Linked DNA regions of Columba livia: region 1 is linked to region 2. The links are chromatin contacts, called in public Hi-C maps. All regions are on one chromosome and are shown on one strand. Each heading gives the region's core, a stretch centred on a gene start, on an enhancer-like site or on the middle of the called end of the contact. The rest is flanking DNA. Distances are from core to core; before and after follow the strand shown. Region 1 overlaps ZDHHC21 (zinc finger DHHC-type palmitoyltransferase 21). Region 2 has its middle 19 kb from the start of TRNAH-GUG.

Region 1 (6,938 bases), core at 3,959-6,458, 83 kb after region 2:
CACTTTTTTTCTTAACCCTTCTTACTTAGTTAACAAGTTAATTCAAAGTTAAATCAACTCAAAATAAAAGCATTCATAGTAACCTTTATTCCGCTTTCCACAAGCCCACCAAAGCTTTAAAGAAAAGCAAGGTAAGACACAAGTTCTGTTAGCTGTAAAATACCTTCTTTTCATATATATGTTGTTTTATTATATAAGAAATGTTTTAGTGTAGTCAAACTAAAATTAACAGAAAACAGTGAAATGTAGGAGAAGATTGCCAACAGTGAAGTCACATTGTGGATTTAGCATCACACTCTCATTAGAAAAAGGTTTATAACACAGCTCTGAGCATTCTCCCAACACTCTAATTAAAAGAGTTCCTTCTCTTGTGCATAATATTCAGCAGGAAAAAGAGACATCACTCTACACATGACAAAAGAAAATCCTAGCATAAATAAAGCAGGTTGCATTTTGCACTTGGCCCTTCTAACTCGTGTAAAAACTCCAAGTACAGAAAAGGAAAGACCTTTCATACTGAAGTAAAGACCCAGGAATACTACTCCTTTCCTAACTCCTTTCCTCCCTGCTTCCTTTTTTTCCTGCCTTCCTTCCCCAAAAAATGAAAGCATCTACTGCAAAAGATTGGGGGTTGCTGAATTACTAGTGAGAAGAGGTGATACCACAGTATCACAGTATGTTTGGGATTGGAAGGGACCTCAAAAGATCATCTAGTCCAATCCCCCTGCTGGAGCAGGAACGCCTAGGTGAGGTGGCACAGGAACATGTTCAGGCGGGTTTTGAATGTCTCCAGAGAAGGAAACTCCACAACCTCCCTGGGCAGCCTGTTCCAGTGTCTGTCACCCTTACTGAGAAGAAGTTTCTTCTCAAATTTAAGTGGAACCTCTTGTGTTCCAGCTTGATCCCATTACCCCTTGTCCTATCATTGTTTGCCACCGAGAAGAGCCTGGCTCCATCCTCATGGCACTCACCCTTTATATATTTATAGACATTAATAAGGTCACCCCTCAGTCTCTTCTTCTCCAAACTAAAGAGACCCAGCTCCCTCAGCCTTTCTTCATAAGGGAGGTGCTCCACTCCCTTAATCATCTTCGTTGCCCTACGCTGGACCCTCTCCAGCAGTTCCCTGTCCTTCTGGAACTGAGGGGCCCAGAACTGGACACAATATTCCAGATGTGGTCTCACCAGGGCAGAGTAGAGGGGAAGGAGGACCTCTTTCGATCTACTAACCACCCCCCTTGTAATACACCCCAGGATGCCATTGGCCTTCCTGGCCACAAGGGCACAGTGCTGGCTCATGGTCATCCTGTTGTCCACCAGGCCCCCCAGGTCCCTTTCCCCTACACTGCTCTCTAATATGTAATTTCCCAAACTATACTGGAACCTGGGGTTGTTCCTACCCAGATGCAGGACTCTACACTTTCCCTTGTTAAATTTCATCAGGTTATTCCCCGCCCAACTCTCCAGCCTGTCCAGGTCCCACTGGATGGCAGCACAGCCTTCTGGTGTGTCAGCCACTCCTCCCAGCTTAGTGTCATCAGCAAACTTGCTGATAGTACACTCTATTCCCTCGTCTAAATCGTTAATGAATATATTGAATAATATTGGCCCCAGTACTGACCCCTGAGGCACTCCACTAGATACTGGCCTCCAACTAGACTCCGCACCATTGACTACCACTCTCTGGCTTCTCTCCTTAAGCCACTTTGCAACCCACCTCACTACTCTATTGTCCAGACCACACCTCCTCAACTTAGCTGTGAGGATGCTGTGGGAGACTGTGTCAAAGGCTTTACTGAAGTCAAGGTAGACCACATCCACCGCTCTGCCATCATCCATCCACCTTCTTACCTTCTCATAAAAGGCTATGAGGTTGGTCAAGCATGACTTACCCTTGGTAAAGCCATGCTGACTGCCCCTAATAACCCTCTTATCCTTGATATGCCTTGAGATGGCACCAAGGATAAGCTGTTCCATTACCTTCCCAGGGACAGAGGTGAGGCTGACCGGTCTATAATTACCCGGGTCCTCCTTCTTGCCCTTTTTGAAGACTGGAGTGACATTTGCTTTCCTCCAATCCTCGGGCACCTCTCCCGTTTCCCAAGACTTGGCAAAGATGTTGGAGAGCAGTCCAGCAATGACTTCAGCCAGCTCCCTCAGCACCCGCGGAAGCATCCGATCTGGACCCATGGATTTATGGATGTCCAGACTATTTAATTGCTCCCTAACCCAGTCCTCATCGACTAAAGCAAACTCCTCCATTGACCTGGCTTCATCCGGGGTCTCAGGGGTACAGGGCTCCCCAGGACAGCCTCCGGCAGAGTCGACAGAGACAAAGAAGGCATTCAGTAATCCTGCCTTCTCTGTATCTTCTGCCACCAGGGCACCCACCCCATTCATCAGTGGGCCTACATTGCCTCTGGTATTAGTTTTATCTGCTATGTATTTGAAAAAGTTCTTTTTGCAGTCCTTGACCCCTCTCACCAGCTGTAATTCTAAGGAGGCCTTGGCTATCCTAGCTGCCTTCCTACATCCTCTAACAGCAGCCTTACATTCTTCACAAGTGGCCAGCCCCTGCTTCCATGACCTGTAAACTCTCCTCTTCTGTTTGAGCATACCCAACAGATTCCTATTCAACCACGCAGGCCTCCTGGCTCTCTTCCATGACTTCCTTCGTGTGTGGATGCTCTGATCCTGAGCGTGGAAGAAGCAATCTCTGAATGCAATACAGCTATCTTGGGCCCCTTTTCCTTCAAGCAGTCTTGCCCATGGGATTTCCCCCAGCAATTGCTTGAAAAGGCCAAAGTTAGCCCTGCTAAAGTCCAGGGTTGCAATTCTACTTGCTATTCTGTTCCTGCCACACAAGATGCTGAACTCCACCATCTCGTGGTCACTGCAACCCAGGCAGCCCTCAACCTGTACTGCTTCGACCAGACCCTCCTTGTTAGTGAGGATGTGGTCTCTTTTTTGTCAACATCACAGCCTGACTGCTTTGTCAAAATTTCAGTTCACACAGGCTGATCCCGTTGTTTTTCTAGTCAGCATTTCCTACCCAGTTCAGACATGCCCTCCACCCAGGCTGTTGACTGTTCTAAGAGTTTTTAAGTTCCCTTTAGCCACTACTTTTAGCCATCCAATCAAACTATAAGGATTCTTGGCTGCTTACAAATATTGACAGACATGTGTACAATAGAAACATGTCACAAAATAAGAAACAAAGTGTAGGTCTGTTTAGGAATTGGATTACAATTGGATGTTTAGGAAACAGATTACAAGCCATGCGATCTGGCATCTTTATCTTAACAGGCAACACTAAAACATTCCACAGAAAGTGAGTCTCCATGACAATTTCACACAAGACTTCCTCAACCCCACTGCAGAACATATGCCGTGTCTTCATTTGTGAGCATCAACTGCTAAGGATGATACCTGCAATGAAGGCTACCACTGACCAGGAAAAGAGCTATTATAGCTTTATGATATCATAAAGGACAGCCGTCAAGAGCCAATGATGGGTTCAGCTCAAGATCATAATCAATGATATGACTGACGACTGCTTACAAATTCAACTTCCTTTTTACCTTGCTGACAAAAACAGCAACAAAAACATAGAAACATTTAATGAGTCCCTGTTATTTGCAGTATTGGGTTGTCATTTTCAAGGGTTTACAGCATTCCTTTAAAAAAGAGCTTTCAGCAGGATCAACACAGGACTATTCTGTCTGTTCCAGAAGAGACAAAGTGAAAAAAAACTTTCTTAAATTTTAATTTACAATCTAAGATTCATTTATTCAATCTTGATTCTTTACTGAAATATTATCTACACAGAAATTAATATACTGACAAAATATATTAAGATACTTGATCTTTTTCTTGGGGAAGGGATATCTCATGGTAACACATGCTTGTATATTTTCAGTCGTAAATGCCAGGATGTCTGTCTCAGTCTCATGATGAAGTCAGTCTATCAACCTGGCAGAAAACCAGTATGGAACACAGAACAAAGCCAGACTGTAAAATAAATAAATTAAAAAAAAAAAAAAAAATTCCTGACGAGGTTTTGCAGTAAGAAAGACGAAGGAGATAGACAAGGGAGAAAATTCACTAATGTTAAAAAAAAAAAAAAGGAGCATTTCACAGAACACAAGCTGCATTCTAATAAGCTCTTTTGTAGAGATATTTATTATTAATAACAACAGATGTTTATGTAAAGCGCTTTTTGATTCAGGACTACTTCAGTTCTACTAAATGAGTAATTTTCTAGTCTGATTCATTACTGATTTCATTTCAAGTGAAAATGGAAATAGCTCTCTGATTCCAAAAATTATCATCTACACAGAGTTCAAGCCAAAGCAGTAATTCTGAAATAACTTCAGACTAGAACAGAATTTAAGAAAACGCCATACAATTTTCATATAAAATGACACTATCAGGATATTAAGTTTTAAAAAAATGCTGTCCTCTCAGTTGTTCCTAAATATGTGTATATATATATATATATTTTTTTCAGACCATGTATCTACTTTCTAAACTTAATTCATTATTCATATACTCTCCTTACAATTATAAGGGAGGAAAGGGTTAGGTCAGTTTTGCATAACCCTGAAAAGGAAAATTTTGATGTATTTTATTCTTTTTAAACTCACACATCCTTGCAGGTAATTTTGTGACCATAAGAAAAAAGGTTTCCTATACATTCTCTTTATAACATAAATGTACACTGGATTATACATATTTCCAGATTTTAAAGAATATTAGTTAATACATATTATGGAAATAAATATTACTGTAAATAATCTCCTCACAAAGTCTGATTAATATTTTCCAACACCTTTTGTTTGGAATTAGGAAAGCTGAGTCCCAAGATGGAGCAGGCTGATATTGCCACAATGCTTCCTCCTTTATGTTTCCTCCCCTCTCTACCCATACAGTTCAAAATACTTAAAAAATTAAGTAACAGTATTTTCATAATATACAATGGATAACCACATAACTGAGAACAAAATAAAAGTAAACTAGAGCAAAAAGTTTTAGGGTTTTACATGTCAGTGTTTTTTCCAGTGACAATCATTCTATTGCAGCAACATCTCTAGCAAACAAAATTTATCAGCAAAGCTTTTGCTGAAAAGATTAAAAACCTTCTATGAATCACACAAAATATAGTGCGAAAACATTTATTTTTGCTGCTACTTGGCATGCTGTGTCTAGAATATGTGCCACCACAGCCACATAGAGAGCAACTACGTAGTCATGGAGTCACTCTTCTGATCTCACTGTCCCCAAGACTGAATACTTCCCAAAGCATTCAGCTTCCTGACCTAGATGTTATTTAATTAAGATGCAAAATTAAGAATGCTCCAGTCTTAGCCTCTGAAAATCATCAAAGCTTGCAGAGGAATTCATAAGCTGTTTAATTCAAATTATAGATTTTTCTTCTGCTAGGATCTCACATACAAAATTTATTTATCATTTCCTTCATTTCTAGCAGTAATGGTACTCCTCCTGCTGGACAACCGGGGCAATAACCACAATCCATGTTTCTAACAGTGTACAGATTACAAGAGCCAAGAATACTATGCAGCAATTTTCTGCTATAAAACCTGAAGCTGAAAGACTGCATGTCTATGGAAATGGCTCCCTCCAACAGCCTTAAAGCTATTACCTTTACCTTAGTACACTTAAATTAAAAATATTGGGCTTTTCTTACTTAACTCTTTAAAAATAAAAACACAAGTTTTCATTCAGAAGGAAATATTAACATGCAGATAGTGATCACATCTTCATAATGCATTAATCAGGACTGTGAAAAAATGAGTATTTCACAAAAGCATTAAAAGCAACTTTAATTCTACAGCTTCTGTGTTGTGTACTATTTTATATCCAAAGAATAAAAATTAAGATGAAGGCACAACACCAAAAAATTCAAAAGTATTTTAAGGAGCAGGAAGTAAGCTAATTACCAATGGCTGTTTAGAAAAAAACAACAACAACAACAAAGTTTTTTTGAATCTGTGCTTAACACTAGTCTCTGTCAATTCAGAAAATATAAGCTCTAGGTTACAGCCAAAATTATGACAAAGAACAGTGCTTCCATGAAAGGCAGAAGGTACTGAGGTCCCTGGAATGCTGTGGTACTTCAGCTCCAATTAATCTACAAAGACTAAAAGAATCACGAGCAACACTCAAAAAAATCAGTTTTACAGGGCTTTGATGTCATCTTACAGGTAGATATATTGACTAGATGCCCAAATAAATTATTATTAACTTTCTGTACTTCACTGTGTGCACCCCAATCCTGCAGCTGAAAAACTGAGAAAGCTAAATACTGTTTAGTGTAACACTATACTTAACAAAGGTCTAAACAGACCAGATCTGCTGTGTCTACTAAGTTTTTCTATACAGTGTAAACATTTTATCTCTCTGAGGGACAGAATGTTATATACTGTAACACTGATCCTGTTTTTCAAAAGTGTCATTTGGAGTGTCCACATACGCAAATTCATAAAGCAAAAAAACCTCACAGCTGAAAGAAAACAAAACTAAACCAAACAGAACAAAGTACTCAATTTCTTCCACATCTTTGTGTAAATTCAGGCAGACAAACATGCGAACCTGATACACTCTGCAGGCAACTACGTTAAACTGGGTTAAAATAATTACTGAACAAGTATTAATATTCTGCTTGCTAACCTGTCACATCTTCTGAAAGGTAGATATTAAAAGTAGGCTTCTCTCTGAAAGTCTTCAAATTAACCTCGTTAAACCATCAAGACCAAAGTTTTATACATATTCATTTTTCAGCTGTTATTATTAACAAATATATATTAACAAATATATAAGATATATATCTTATTCTTTCTGTATTCTGAAGGCTTCCCACGCACAGGGTTTGCAGGTTTCAAGTGCAAGCGCTTCTCTGTGATATTGAATGGAATGTT
Region 2 (6,806 bases), core at 2,659-5,158:
CGTGAGAATACTACATTTTGTTCCAGAAGCAGAATAGCCATGTTAGCCTGGCACAATGACACACTGATGAAGTTACTCTCTTCCCTGGCTCAGTAGAAACTGAGGAATGACTGCACTACATTGCTTTATGTGGCAATAAAATGCTCTTTTCTTCCCAGCTCATGTTCAGACAACTGATTTTGTCTTTAAAAAGGTATGTTCTTAATTTGAGTTTTCTAACTGGAAGTCATATACTGGAAAAAAAAGGAAATATATAGTGCTCACCCTTAATCAGCTGGTTTATAGATCTCCATGGCTTTTAATCTGACCTGCTAGTTTGGACTGAAAACAAAAAAAAACAAACAAAAAAGCCTTGTTATTTCTAGGATTCAAAGTAGATTATCTGAGTTGAGGAAAACAACATACTGTTTTCCTGTGAAGGCAAAGGCAAAGGTTTTTTTTTTTCTGAATACTGACTGAAGTGAAAAGTCTTTTAAGTTGAAAATGTTTAGCTGATGACTAAGATATAGCCAAAGGACTTGAATGCAGAGTCAAATTGAAAGATCAGCCAAGCCAACTGGAAAGTGGAAAAGAATAATCACTAGCACAAATCTAAATAATTGTCTTGCTGAAGTATGTTTATACATAAATATGCATAGCACTTATTACATAAACAAACAGAAGGACTTGCAAGTCTCACAGTTCTTTTGCACAAGCATGAGTTCTCCAGAGGAAAGGACCTCATGACACTTCGAGCTAATGCAGGCACAGAGAGCTGAACCTTTTGCTTTCTCATAAGAGGAATTAGAAAAAATAGATAAGAAATCATACTGTTTCTCTGGAGTTTCTGTTGCCCACAACCCTTTGCCTACACTGTCCACCTACAGTTTCTGCAATGCAGAAACTGCCACCCAAACACAGCATCACGCACCAGGAGTCTTTGCTCAGCTGGCATGTTTATGCTGCATAATATAAACCCATCTATGTTAGCAACACTTGACATTGTCTGTAGAAAATGGTACCAAAAAGACAGAAGAGTTGCCTTAGTTCCTAATCCCAAGAAATACAAGCTCCCTGGTCATAAGGAAAATAGACTTTTAAAAGAGCTGTCATATCTATTGTCTGCAATTCCAAACATAGAGAGGTGTTTGAAAACCACTGACATGTCGATAGCACTTGCCAATGGTCAGCATATTACACTGTGGTCACTGTTCTTTTATATTTTCAGGTATTAAAATAAATGATATTGCATCATTAAAACCAGAAAAATACATTAGAATGACTCTGCAACTGCTGAAAAGGATCTGTCAGCCCAGATGTGTTTAAACAAAGATGGCATTCCTCCACTGGGAAAGGGAAGTGCCATCTCACACACACACACATGCACGTTTAGAGGTATGTATATGTGGGTGTGTGTTTTACAGAGGAGAGGACATGAAGAATTGCTAAAATTTGACACAATGAGAAAAATCCATTGTACGTTCTCTTGGGGTACCTACCTGGAGTAAGTATCTAATGAACATTATAAAAAAAGAACTCCAGATGCTGTGCAGGCACACACTCCTTCAAGTGCTGGCAGACCTGTGGTTGCAACAGAATGCTAAAGTATGGGAGAAACAAAATTAGATGTGTTTGTTTTTAATTATTTACTTGTTTCATTTAATCCGCTTTTCCTTGTTCAGCAAATAAAGCTTTGTCAACAAGTCTCCACCATTCATATGATCTGCTCAGCCCACAGTTCTCATGAGCACTGTTTTAACTTTGTCATTTGACCATTTAGCCATTTGACTTCACTACTGTTATTTTTTGTCTATTATTTTGTGGCTTGATAAGGAATGATGAATGCCTCACAGTCGATCTTTTGCAGGATTAGGCCATTCCTTTGTCCTGTGGTAAGAAAAAAACATTTCAACATTCACTCTTTGAGGAATCTAATTTCATTTCACCATCTCCTTTGCTGAACACGAAACATCACATTTTCCATTTTTATATTCTTTCCAGGAGAGAAAACTCCCTTTGTGCTAGGCCAACAGTTTCTCTGAGAAGCCTACAGATTGTATCCACAGAGTAATATTGTGCTCTTGGATAAATTAAAGCAATTTTATTTACATTGACATTTTGCTGGAGAAGCTGAGAGTCCTACTAGTTCTTTGCTATTTTATAGAAAACAGAAGTATCTCTCTATTCTCAGTGTTTTCTCACAAAGTCTTCCAATTTACAAAATGCTCCTCATAGACTGCCTCATGAATGGACATTAACTTTATGGCCTCTCCAGCCATGACCAGCATTTAGGAAGATAACTTTAATATCCACAGGGCCAAATACTATCTCCTCCTTGCTTGAAAATTATCTGATCCAAAGAATTCTATTGATGTTCATATACAGCTTAGTTTAAAAAATACACTTTTTTTCTGCCAAACTTTATTCTGAGAACCTGCAAAATGCTAGCAAATCTCTACTTTGAGGCTTGGCAATGGCTCTTTTAAATGTTCCATTTTACCTATTAGAATGTGCTGAAGAACCTTGCTACAAGACGACACCTCCTTACTTTTCTTCCAGTTTACCTCCACCAGTTTACCTGTTATTGAAGCATCCACTGCTCCCATTAATTTTCACAGATGCTACAGCACTCTATTGTGAAGACCATGAAGATACGGGGCTTTAAGGCCCCTTCATAGAGAAGGTGTTTGTTCACTCAGCTCCCACAAGATTGCCAGAGAAGCAACCTACAGTTCCCATTTGCCAGACATAGGAAATGCAACATGGGGGAGTGTGCTGGTTTGTGCAGAGGGAGCTACAACAACCAGATTATATTTTTCCAGGGTAGGAAATGCTGTACCAGATCTGTTTTGCTCTTTCTATTGAAAAATCAGTGTAAAGCTTGTTTTCTCTTCTTACTGTAGTTAACATCCTTCCTAAAACCCAATCTCTCCTTCTACTTTTACTTACAGCATGCTAATATTCTACTTGTTTCCCACTCTGGTGGCAAATATCACTATGATCAAACAGTTCTTGGTTACACCAGAAACTAAACTGTCTATTATTTCCTTGATTTCTTTTTCTTGTTCCAAAAAACAACCCTGTGAAATTTGTGTATACAGATATTAGGAAAATACCCTCTGTTTGCCTTCAGTCCCTGGCTCAATCATGATCTTCCTTTCTTTTTTTAATTGATCCTTTGCCCTCAAGACCACATCTGATAACCCTCAAGACCTAGCTTGGAGACTTACAGCACAGATAAATTCATTCCAGGGCAAACATAGAGAGAGAAAAAGTGCTTGGAAGGAAATGGCCAAAGGAACAATCTTCAGATGAATTAAATGAAAAGATGAAGGAGGGAAATATCTAGGAAATTTAAAACAGAATAAAAAGATAAAAACTGCATATTCATCTTCAGAGACTTCTGAATGTGCTTAAAGTTTCTACATGTATGAAACTACAGAACTGAATTTTGTGAAATTCCCATGAAGTCCTCCAAGATTTCTGCCTAACTTATTGCTCCACATTGAGTCTTTGGTGCTTAGAGATGGAGAAGATTTGAGGAAATGCTAACAAACGTATATACACAAAACAAAGATAATAGAGAAAAAGAACAGCATAACACAATTCTGTGTGTGAAATATTTTGTTTAAAGCATGTGGGAGGAGTTAAACAGAATGAAGACAAGGTCATTGTTTCAACAGATGGTCTGTGTCTGGTTTTGGCTGCACAATACAGGAAGAACACCCACAAACTGGCTGGAGAGAGTGTGGCTGGAGCCCTTGTCCTATAAAGAGAGGCTGCAGGACCAGGGCTCATTTGGACAGGGGAAGGAATGGTTTGGGGAGCACTCAACAGCATCCTGGGCACTGATGGAAGGGATGGAGAAGACAGAGCTGGGCTCTTCACAGCAGTGCATGGTGAGAGGGTGAGAGGCAGTGGTAAAAGCTGGAACATGAGAAGCTCAAGCTGGAGATAAGGAGAGCCTTTTTTCCACAGCTGAGCAGCAGGGCTGGGGCACAAGGACACCAGGCTACCTCTATCCTTGGGGGGTTTCATTCCCTGACTGGGTGAACAGCTCAGACTGAGCTCACAGCTGAGCCAGCCTTGGGGAGTCCATAGTCCCTTCCAGCTTCCCTGAGTCTGCCACTCTGTGATTTATTACTGGAAAACAAAAGTGGAGTACCTGGTCTCTCCCAACTCCAAGTTACTTCCCTCCCTCCCGTCTCTTTACACGAGTTCTGAGAACAAAAACTGAATGAAAAAAATCCAAGAGGTTCCAATTAGTTATTCTTTTCTTAATGAGGCTCATATGGCAAGAAAGAAATCCAATAAACAAGTCACCTGGAATTGTTTAAGCAAATGCACAGTAATTAAACTAGGCAGCAAACAAGCAAGAATACTTAATTATCATCCTCCCAAAGATCTCACTTAGTAAACAAAACTTTCACAAGTTGTATGGCAAGGACCAGAAGCCTCCATTTTATGGCATGTAAAAAATTCTGAGCAGCTGTCTATAACAAGCAATAGACACAGCAGTATTCCTGCAAACAGAGCATAATGCACAAAGGCAAACTCTGTTTCTTCATTCATGCTGTGCTGTACACCTTTACGAAAAGAATTTCAATTATCAATACAGGCATTGCACATTTATTCACAAATATATGTTTGTAGAAACTTTAATTGTTCCTCTTTCTAATGTGTAGCCACACATATTTACACATACATTCATGTGTATACATATACACACGTATATGTATACATATACACATGTATACATAAATGTGTGTACAAATACATATACATATATGTATACAAGTATTTATATATATAGATATACCTGTGTATATATACATACACACACATACACACATATTTGTCTTTACAGTCATATAATATCACAAAATCACAGCACAGTTGGGGTTGGAAGTGACCTCTGAAGATATCTAGTCCAACCCCTCTGCTAAAGCAGGTTCACCTAGAGCGGATCACACAGAAATCTGTCCAGGGGAGGTATGAATGTCTCCAGAGAACGAGACTCCACAACATCTCTGGGCAGCCTGTCCCGGTTCTCTATCACCCTCAAAACAAAAAAGTTTATCCTCATATTCAGATGGGACTTCCTGTGTTTCAGTCTGTGCCCATTACCCTTCATCCTATGGCTGGGCACCACTGAAAGGAGGCTGGTGCCATCCTCTTGACATCTACCCTTCAGGTATTTATAAGCACTGATGAGATCCACTCTCAGTCTTCTCTTCTCCAGGCTGAACAGACACAGCTGTCTCAGTGTTTCCTTATAAGAAAGATGCTCCAGACCCCTAATCATCTTTTTAGCCCACTGCTGGGCTCCAGTAATTCCTTGTCCTTCTTAAACTGGGGAGCCTAGAAATGGACACAGTACTCCAGATGTGGCCTCACCAGGGCAGAGTAGAGAGGGAGGAGAACCTCCTTCGACCTGCTGGCCACACTCTTCTTAATGCACCCCAGGATACCATTGGCCTTCTTGGCCATAATGGTGCATTGCTGGCTCATGGTAGGCCTATTGTCCACCAGAACTCACAGGTCTCTCCACAATTCTGCTTTCCAGCAGGTCAGCCCTAACCTGTACTGGTGCCTGGGGTTATTCCTCCCCAGGTACAGTACCCTACACTTGTCCTTGTTGAACTTCATCAGGTTCTTCTCTGCCCAGTCCTCCAGCCAGTCCAGGTCTCACTGAATGGCAGCACAGCCTTCTGGTGTGTCAGCCCTTCCTCGCAGTTTGGTATCATCAGCAAGCTTGCTGAGTGTGCACTTTGGCTCTTCATCCAGGTCATTGATGAAAAAGTTGAACGAGACTGGACCCAGTACGGACCCCTGGGGAATATGCCTAGATACAGCCCTCCAACCACACTCTGCACTGCTGATTACAAGCCTCTGAGCTCTGTCATCCAGCCAGTTCTCAATCCATCTCACTGTGCACTCATCCAACTCACACTTCCTGAGCTTAACTATGAGGATGTTGTGAGAGACGGTGACAAAAGCCTTGCTGAAATCAAGGTAGACAACATCCACTGCTCTGTCCTCATCTACCCAGCCAGTCATACCATCATAGAACGTTACCAGATTGGGCAAGCATGATTCCTCCTTGGTGAATCTATTTTGAGTATTCCTGATAACCTTTTCCTCCAGATGCTTGGAGATGGCATCCAGAATGAGTTATTCTATCACTTTTCCAGGGATGGAGGTGAGACTGACTGGCCTGTAGTTTCCTGGGTGACCCTTCTTGCCCCTTGTGAAGATTGGAGTGATGTTGGCTGTCTTCTAGTCCTCAGGCATCTCTCCTGTTCTCTCTGACCTTTCAAGAATGATGGAGAGGGGCACAGCAATAACATCTGCCAGCTCCCCCAGCACTTGTGGGTGCATCCTATCAGGGCTCAAGGATTTGGGGGTGTCCAGTTTGACTAAATGATATCTAACCTGATCCTTCTTGACCAAGGGTGAGGGTTTTTTTCTTCAGACTTTGCCTATTCCCTTCAGGGTCTGGGATTCCTGGGGCCCAGTCTTACCAGTACAGATGGATGCAAAAAAGCCATTCAGTAACTCTGCCTTCTCTGTATGCTCTGTCATCAAGGTACCCACCTTGTTAGCCTGTCCTGTAATTCTTACCCACAAGCTCTTGACTCATTCTTCATCCAACGCTAAGCAAAGCTTTATACATTCCAGTTGCTCTCTCATATGAAAAACAACTCCTTCACCCTGCCTCCCTGGCCTGTCTTTCCTAAAAATTACATAACCATTCATAACAGCATTCCAGTCATATAAGCTATGCTATCATGTCTGTAATTTGTGTTTAAATCTCCCACGGTGGC

Evidence for each region. Hi-C and Micro-C count contacts between places; a contact is called where the count stands out from the background.
Region 1: a Hi-C map of liver shows a contact between it and region 2, with 4 times the contacts expected there. The contact joins two enhancer-like sites. A contact is called at or near these places in 2 of 2 Hi-C or Micro-C datasets (crop and liver).

Annotation. Positions count from the first base shown.
Region 1 is chrZ:63,864,268-63,871,205 of bColLiv1.pat.W.v2, forward strand. All of the region lies in intron 6 of ZDHHC21 (zinc finger DHHC-type palmitoyltransferase 21), which reads right to left. Among named protein-coding and RNA genes, the nearest start is that of ZDHHC21, 18 kb to the right of the region's middle. Within about 2 kb of position 5,209, at least 1 of the 3 cell types and tissues checked has an H3K27ac peak away from gene starts, as active enhancers do.
Region 2 is chrZ:63,782,808-63,789,613 of bColLiv1.pat.W.v2, forward strand. No RefSeq gene overlaps it. Among named protein-coding and RNA genes, the nearest start is that of TRNAH-GUG, 19 kb to the left of the region's middle. Within about 2 kb of position 3,909, at least 2 of the 3 cell types and tissues checked have an H3K27ac peak away from gene starts, as active enhancers do.